Linked DNA regions of Callithrix jacchus: region 1 is linked to region 2. A link is a contact called in public Hi-C data. All regions are on one chromosome and are shown on one strand. Each heading gives the region's core, a stretch centred on a gene start, on an enhancer-like site or on the middle of the called end of the contact. The rest is flanking DNA. Distances are from core to core; before and after follow the strand shown. Region 1 holds the start of PITPNM2 (phosphatidylinositol transfer protein membrane associated 2). Region 2 holds the start of ARL6IP4 (ARF like GTPase 6 interacting protein 4).

Region 1 (4,524 bases), core at 229-2,728, 170 kb after region 2:
AGGCGGGAAGCAGAGAAGGCGGGCCCGGGGCTCACCTCCGCTTCCTCCCGACAGCCCCTTCCTCGCCCGGGCACCAGCACTGTACGTGCCTGCCCCCGACCGCTGTGACACTTGTCCCTGGCGGGGGTCCCCCACGCGGCCACGACCGACGGAAATTCGGAAATCAGCGTTTCGGGGACGAATCCGGGGCGGGCGACTCACTGAGACCAGGCTCGGACGGTCTCCGGAGCGGGGTTCCCGCACGCCACACCCTCCTCCCTGCCCGGGTCTCCGCTCTTCCCTCCCGCCTCGGCGGCTCCGCGGGCCAGCGGGCCGGGGCCTCTCCGCGAGCCGCCGCCCCAGGTCCCCAGGTCCCCGGCCGGCGCCCGGCACTGCGGGACTCGCCCGCGGGCCTGGGGAGCGGCTGCCCGGACTCACTCACCCCGCTCGGCTCGGCTGCGGGCTCCGTCCTCTTCGGCCCGGGATGGGCCGCCGCCACCTTACGCCGCTTCACGGGGAGCGCCCGCCCCGCGGCCCCGGCCCGGCCGGCTGCGCCCCGCGCGCCCCCGCCGCCTGCTGGCCCCGGGCGAGCGGCAGGGCCCGGGCGGGCATTGCTCCCGGGCGTCGCGGGCGGGCGGCGGCGGCGGCGCACGTGCTGACAGGCGGCTCTCGCTGAGGCGGCCGCGGGCTGAGGAGGAAGCGCCGAGCGGGCGGGCTGCCGGGGCCGGCTGGACAGCTCTACGCCGCGGCGCCGCCGTACCCCGCGCGCCCCAGCTGCCGCTGCTGCCCGCGCGCGCCGGGCCGGGCTCGCATTCCCTCAGTGGCGGCGGCGCCTCCTCAGGCCGCGCGGGGGAGCGGCGGCGGCGGCGGCGGCGGGCGCGCGTCCCTGCGGAGTCCCGGCCCGGCCCCGCCGCCTCCGCCGGAAGAAACCTCTCCGATTCGGGCAGCCCGCCTGGCTCTTCAGCCCCGCCGCGGCGCCCCCGCTCCTCCCCGGCTCGCCCGTGTCCGCAGGCCCCGGGACTGGACTCGGGGGCGGCGGCGCGGGTCCCCACCCCGGCTCTTCGCCCACCGTCCGCAGCAGCCGAGCGCACTCGGAGGCGGGAACCGGCCGACTTGAGGTCACTGTGACTCTTAAAACAGCCTCATTTTAAAAAATGAAGTTTCTTAGGAGTGAAATGGCAAACCAGGGGGCAGAGCGCGGCGGGCAGCTCACCGAAGCCCAGCCCCAGGCGTAATGCTCGCCACACGCCGGGTCCGCGCTCTCCCCTCAGGAACCCGGGGCCGCGGCCCAGGGAACGGCAGAGCCGGGAGCGCAGCCACCTCGGTCCCCACCTCAGGGAGGAGCTGGAATAGAGTCACGAACAGCTTCATCCCGAAGATCCGGCACGACAGGGCTCTCTAATGTGAACACCAGAGCACCGGGAGGGCGCCTGGTGACATTCCTTAGAAACATGAGGTGTTTGTTAGGTTCAGCCAGGGTGGACTTGTCTGGCAAAATCTGAAGTCATGGAACTAAACAGGGCACACCTAAAACTTAGTGATGGGAGACCCATCCCTACTATCACCTTATAAGGCAGAGGAGACTGCAGTGCTCCCCTGGAGGGGCGAGGACAAGCTAAAATTAAGTCGGCGGAGATGCCCCCAGATGGAGCCGGAGGCCGAGCCCCTGGCGGCTGCTCACCTCCTGGGGTCATGGCAGAACCCAGCGGCACAGGCCAGGAAAGCCATCGTTCCCGACTCGCCTCCAGATGCCCCTGACCATGACCACGCCGAGGCGGGCCAAGGCGTCCCATCATCACCTTGAACCCCTCAACTCTTTCCCGCCACTAAGAGGTACCCTAGGATCCATCCAGAAAGATCTGCGGAGCCCACAGAGGGAACTGTGCTCCTGGATAGACACCCCTTAATCCGTAACTCGAGGACCTCTCTATGCCTGGGACTTCACATCACAACCAACCTGCTCCCGCAGCCAGCCAGCGGGAATAAACACACGAAGGCCACACGCCAGTTTACAGCCTCGAGTATTTATTGAGTGCCTATGGTGCAAGAGAGAGAGATGGTCCCTGCTCCCGCGGAGCTCACAGCCTGGTGACTCTAGGATCTGCCTAGATTCAGAGACGACTGCAGCAAGCGCTTGTCTACCCACCAGCAGCACGGTGAAAAGCACATGTTTCACATTATTGGTCACTGTTACAGTGAAATTGTTAGATGTGAGGAAAAATTATCCTTGAAATCTGTAGTCCTAGAGATGACATGGTATATAATGTCCAGCAAATGCACATTTATGGCTTTATTCCTCACATATCTGAGGGGTCTATGGAAATAAAGCACAAATCAGGCAGAAAAGACTTGGTAACTCACACAGCTCCTAAGAATACTGGGGTAGTTTATTATCAAACTACCACAGAACTCTTGGCAGGGCAGGAAACTATTTCCAGCAAAATTTGTGCAATATAGTGGGTTTAATCAAACCTGAAACTGTCAGCCATTTACCTGTCCCTCATGACAGGTAAATATAATCTACCTGTATGAATCCTAAAAGGCTACAGGTATGCATTTATTTTTTAAAGCTTCTTAAAGACTCATAGCACAAGTGACACACTGAAATCCAGCAAAAACTTCTGAGATCTCTTAAAATTAAAGTGACAAGTGCCTGCTTTTACTACATATGTAGGTGCAAAGTTCAGAATTCAAACACCATCCAGCAAAGCACGTGGCTTTTCTGGGTTAGAAGGGGACACTTTCTGGTTGGCTATCACAGACTAAGTCCTAGGCTCCACGTACATCTCCTAATGCCCACTGGGAGGCACTTCCTATGTGTGGTTCTGCTCACAGACCATCACCTTTAGAAGGGGCAATTATTTGGAGGATACTGGCAATAACTTTTAGGAAAACAGAACACCTATATCTATATCAAATAACCCCCAAGTCACCAATTAAGACCAAAGTGCTTTCTGAACTTACACTTGACAGGTTTTTAAAGTTTTTGATCCTTAAAAGAAAAACCACACACACCAGAGGGAAGGCTCAATTTAAACTCCAAAAAAAGTTTGTTTTTTGCAAAGGATGAAGAGAACATCTTAGACCAGCAAACAGAAATGTCAGTCCAAGGCAGTTTTTAAGTCAACTACTTGGGACATAATCTACTTTATTTTAAAAAGTATGCTACCTCAAGGCTGGGCTCGGTGGCTCACGCCTGTAATCCCAACATTTTGGGAGGCCAAGGTGGGCGGATCATTTGAGGTCAGGAATTCAAGACTGGCCAACATGGTGAGAACCTGTCTCTACTGAAAATACAAAAATTAGCTGGGCATGGTGTTGCACATCTGTAATCCCAGATACTGGGGAGGCTGAGGCAGGAGAATGGCTTGAACCAGGGAGACAGGTTGCACTTAGCCAAGATTGCACCACTGCACTCCAGCCTAGGCAACAGATAGAGCTAGACTTTATCTCAAAAAAAAAAAAAAAAGGGTATGCTCCCTCAAAACCTATTAACTCAATGAATGTGAAATGTAGTATTTCTTGAGCACTTACTAAGTACCAGGCACTTTACAAAAGTTTCCTTAATGAAAGGAGTTTTCTTATTTCATCTTACAGCTGAGGAAGGCAGGCCTGTGCTAGGATGTGACCCAGGTCTCTCTGGCTCCAAGTCTCTCCTCTCTTGTCTCGAGCCCAGCTCTGCACAGTCCTAGCTGTGCACTTAAGCTATATCTGCTGCTGCTTCAGTTGGAAAAGTCCTTCAGTCCCAAAGGCCATTTCCATACCTCAGGAGTAGCTCCTGCAAACAGGCTTAAATATGGAAAGGAAGGAGGCAGATCCAGGCATCAGGAGAGAGTTCACTTTCTATTTGCATTTTAGAAGGCACTTCCCAGAAGTGGCAGATTTGCTTAGGTTTTTTTTTTTTTTTTTTTTTTTACTATTAATACCTGCAGCACAGCCCCAAACCAACAACAAAAATAGTTTACTTCCCTGGAATAATAGCTGCTATTTCAAACTGCCATCTTTCCTACTTTTGAGTGTTTTTTTTTCAGTTGAGTGTTCGTAAGATAAGCATTACCAAAGGGAAAGACAGCAGAAAGAATTTTCCTTGGTTTTCCTCTTCACAGCTATGAAGAAAAAATAAACTTTTTTAAAATAAGTGACTGATAGTTCCAATCTATTACACACTTCAAATATCAAAGCATATGCTTTCTGAGAGAGAGGCGCAGAAGGTGTTTTGATGGAGCTTAACGCCTTTTTTGGAATAAGCCAATATAGGCTACTAAGAAGATAATTCCTTTGCAAGATAAAACTATCATCTCTTCTGAAATGGCATTTTTTTTTTTATTCTTAAGAATGTAGTAGACTTTACAATAAAAGTAGAGAACAAGGGAATATCCTAAAAATTGTTTTTGTCATGTCCAGGAACATATTAAAGCTGGTCTTACTAGGTCCTGACACGAGCTGTACCAGAGCTTTATTAAAATGAATGTTTTTTTAACCATGACTAGACTTTTTTTTTAAGGCTAGAAAACCAAGAATAAAGAATACCAAGAATAGACTGGG
Region 2 (3,952 bases), core at 40-2,539:
TCCGTCACCTTGGGCTGGTGGCAGAAATTAACTCCCTGCAGCCTACTGCACTTCTTGGCCCAAGGCTGTGCCAGATTCTGGGTTATCCTCTGGGCAAACAGGCTGCTTTAGTTCAGGTTTGTTGGAAGCGGAGTCTGGAATGAGGCTTCAGCAAGGGAGTGAGGAAAGCAGGGGAGGGCAGGGAGCAGGTGGGCAAGGAAGTGGCTTCAGAGGAAGTCCAGCCTCAGCTGGGCCCTCGGGGAGCTTCAGGCAGAGCCCACAGTTCTGCAGTGTACCCACAGCATTGGTTAGTGGCTCCTGGATGAGGGAGGGATGAGTAACTTCCCAGACACTTATCTCCAGGGCAGGGTGGCTTCCAGTGGCCAAGAGAAGCCTCCACAGACAGCACAGTTGTGAATTCTCAGCAGCAGAGACAGCACCCTCAGTGGACTTGGGTGGACCAGCAGTAGCATCTTCTAGATGGCAGAGGGGTGAATGGCAGGGCCAGGAACCAGGCTGCCCAGGTTCCCATTCTGCTTATGCCACTTCCACACTTTGTGTGGCTTTGGGTGAGCCTTCACCTTTTGGTGCCTTGGTTTCCTCATGTGAAGAGCACCTACCTCCTAGAGCTGTTCTGAGAGTCAAATGCGCAGACGTTTATAAAGTGCTTTGCAAAGAGCCCTCTTTGTTTCAGCTGTCACTGTGAATTACACCTTGGGGGCCCGAGATTGAATGACGCCACAGCGACGCTTTGGGTTGCACATTTGAAAACCAGGGGGCTTCCATACTGCAGTCTTGAGTTTGGTTTCCCTGGGAAGGTGGGGCACTGGCCCCATGCCACGTTGCACGGATCAGATGGAGCGGAATCCCGGCTTCCCTCCGGACGGGCCTGTGGTCCATGCCCGCGGCTCACTGCCAAGATCTCTCTGGCCCCTACGGACACGAGTTTGTTATCCCTGAATCACTGGGTGGGTACGTCGGAAAGACTAGGGCGCCTCAGCTCAGAGCTCGCAGTTTGATGGAGAGGACAGGACCAGCCGGGAGGAGGGCGGCGCGCGCAAGGGTCGACTTCTTCCCATGGCACCCGGGATCCGAGTGCTGCGGGCGCGCGCCCAGAGGACAGCCTTGGAAGCGGGCTAAGCTTCGGCAGAGACAGACGTGAGGGGCTGCCGAGCCCGAGGGCCGGCGACCACGCTCACCTCTGCAGGAGGTGGGCGCGCCCGAAAGGGAACCTGGGGCATCAGAACGAAAGGCAGTGGCGCCGCGCTTCCCGGCCGGACAGCCTCCCGCGCAGCGCCCCGGCCGGAAGCCTTCTCGCCGCCGCTTCCTCTCTAGAAGACGCAGGGCAGGCGCTACGGCCCCGCAGGGTGGCGGAGGTGGGAGTGGAGCAGCCTCGGGGGCCTCCTTGAGGCAGCGAGGCCACGTGGGACGCAGGGCTAGAGGGTAGGAGCGCGCGGGAAGGCGCCCCAGACGCCACTCGCGGCGGATAGTGGCCAGTTCCCACGGGCCCCCGAGCCGGGTGCGGAGGCGTGGGGCGCCCGGGTGGGGGCGGACCCTTAATAGGCGCAGCTGAGGGAACTGGAGTCGGCGGAGAAGCCGGGGTCCCCAGCGGTGGGGGTGAGTGAGGGTCGCGCATTTTCCCAGGGTGGTGACGGGTACCCGGCGTCGCGAGGCCCCGGCCCCGCTAGAGCCCGCCCGCGGCTGGCCTGCTGGGCCTTGGCTCAAGCGCGTCCTTCCCATCGCCAGCCCGCAGCGCCATGGCTCACGTGGGCTCCCGCAAGCGCTCGAGGAGTCGCAGCCGGTCCCGGGGGCGGGGATCGGAAAAGAGAAAGAAGAAGAGCAGGAAGGACACCTCAAGGAACTGCTCGGCCTCGGAATCCCAAGGTTGCAAGGGCAGCGCGGCCCTTGGGGCGGAGGGTGAGGACCACCGGCATTGGGGAGAGGAGGCGTGGCCACTTCCCAGTCGGGGCTAGCCGGGGTCGTGGCCTCTCAGTCTTGCCTCTGTGCAGCTGGGCCGGGCGCCCCGGGAGCCGGGAAGGGACTCCTCTGGGAAGCTCCATCTCTGCTCTGGAAAGCCCCGCAGGAGGTGCTCACCCTGTAGACGGCCTGACCCAGGCCAGAGCAGGGGATGAAGGTTTACTTCTTCCCCTCCCAGCCTTCCAGCCTCACCTTCTCCCTGCATCACAGAGAGAAGCAAGCACAAGGCCCGGAGACCACGATCCAGCTCCTCCTCTTCTTCCGGTTCTTCTAGCTCTTCTTCCTCCTCGTCCTCCTCCTCGTCCTCCAGTGGTGGCCGGAAGAAGCGGGGGAAGCACAGGGACAAGAGGAGGAGGAGGAAGAAGAAGAAGAAGAGGAAGAAGCTGAAGAAGAAGGGCAAGGAGAAGGCGGAAGCACAGCAGGTGGAGGCTCTGCCGGGTCCCTCACTGGACCAGTGGCACCGATCAGCTGGGGAGGAAGAGGATGGCCCAGGTACTGTGCGGCCCAGAGCCTGAGAGGGAGAAGGTCCCTCCTGGAGGCCTGACCACCACCTCCATCTTCCCTTCCAGTCCTGACAGATGAGCAGAAGTCCCGAATCCAGGCCATGAAGCCCATGACCAAGGAGGAGTGGGATGCCCGGCAGAGTGTCATCCGAAAGGTGGTGGACCCTGAGACGGGACGCACCAGGTGGGGAGCCCTTGATCTGACTTAACACCCCGGGGTCTGGCAGTGTTGGCCTAAGATGTGTGCTCTCAGGAGGAGCGGGGCTGGGGCGGGGTTGCTGCTGCTTGAAAAAAGCCAAGTGTTGGCAAAAAGACACGTGTGATGTGTGTCTCAGCCCTTCTTCCCTGTTGCCCAGAATAAACAGTTGCAGAGGCTGGAAGGGCCTGGAGAACACTCTTCAGATGGCTGTTGTTGGCCAGGCTGAGGCTGGCAAGACAGAGCCCACCTCGGCTGCTTTCATCCATGCCCAAGGATGATAGAGCAGGCGGGAACCCTGGGACCCCTATGCCAGCTGTTTCTGGTTCTGCTGCTCTGGCATTAGGGGACCTGCCTATTCCTTGCTGAATGGAGACCCTCCTACCCTCAGGCTTATTAAGGGAGATGGCGAGGTCCTAGAGGAAATCGTAACCAAAGAACGACACAGAGAGATCAACAAGGTGGGTGTGGCCCCTCTGCCTGCCCTCCACCCCCAGCTCTGTTTGTGATGTCCCCCTCCTCCTATGTGCTTTTTTCCCCAGCAAGCCACCCGAGGGGACGGTCTGGCCTTCCAGATGCGAGCTGGGTTGCTTCCCTGAGGGCCCCGGCTGGCCAAGGCCTGTGGACAGTGCTGGCAGCCCAGCCTGGGCAGGCCTCAGGGTGGCGATGGGAAGCCTAGTGGGTGCTGGTGACCTTTCCCCCATGGATTGGCCTCTGGCCCAGCCCAGCCTCTTCTTAGGGGCAGGGGGTGGAGGATGGGGTTACGGCCTGCTTAGCACCATCTGAAAGACCAGTGCTTCACAGCTATTAAAGGCTTCCTGGTTTGAAACTTTCTCTGTTCTGTGGCTTTTTATACTGAGGGGGAGGGAAGGGTGGTACCTAACTTACAAGGAAAAACAAGGGCTCCATGAGCTTTTGGGGAAAGCTGAGGTGTTCTCTGGTTGTAGTAAGCACAGGCCACACAAGGGCCTGTGCTCTCCTCATCTTCAGTTCAGTGCACCTGGACCAGACCCTATGCCAGCTGAACCCCAAACCCAGAGAGCTGGCTCTGAAATGTGATGCACTCAGGCTTGGAGAGAGAGGGCTCCCCCTGCCATGTTCACAGATCACAACAGTACAGAGACAAGTGCTGGGGCTGGGTAGCCTGTGTGGGAGGCCTGGCTCCCTCTGCCCAGCTGTGTCCTCCACTGAGGCAAGGAGGTTCACAGCACCCACTTCATGAGGGTCTGTGAGGGCAAACTGAGTTGAAGCGCAGGAAGGAGCTAGAAGCAGGCTAGGCCCAGAGTCAGCCCCACAT

Evidence for each region. A called contact is a pair of places that touch in the nucleus more often than the background predicts.
Region 1: a contact with region 2 is called in a Hi-C map of skeletal muscle, with 4 times the contacts expected there. The contact joins the promoter of PITPNM2 here to the promoter of ARL6IP4 in region 2. A contact is called at or near these places in 2 of 3 Hi-C or Micro-C datasets (both in skeletal muscle).

The regions. Positions count from the first base shown.
Region 1 is chr9:126,327,501-126,332,024 of calJac240_pri, forward strand. PITPNM2 (phosphatidylinositol transfer protein membrane associated 2) reads right to left here and starts at 1,479. Exons shown (of 27, transcript XM_078337577.1): 1 at 1,312-1,479.
Region 2 is chr9:126,157,670-126,161,621 of calJac240_pri, forward strand. ARL6IP4 (ARF like GTPase 6 interacting protein 4) reads left to right here and starts at 1,290. Exons shown (of 6, transcript XM_078337618.1): 1 at 1,290-1,596; 2 at 1,726-1,863; 3 at 2,167-2,448; 4 at 2,526-2,643; 5 at 3,047-3,116; 6 at 3,198-3,484. The coding sequence starts at 1,737. The coding sequence ends at 3,254. OGFOD2 (2-oxoglutarate and iron dependent oxygenase domain containing 2) reads left to right here. Exons shown (of 7, transcript XM_078337614.1): 7 at 1-655.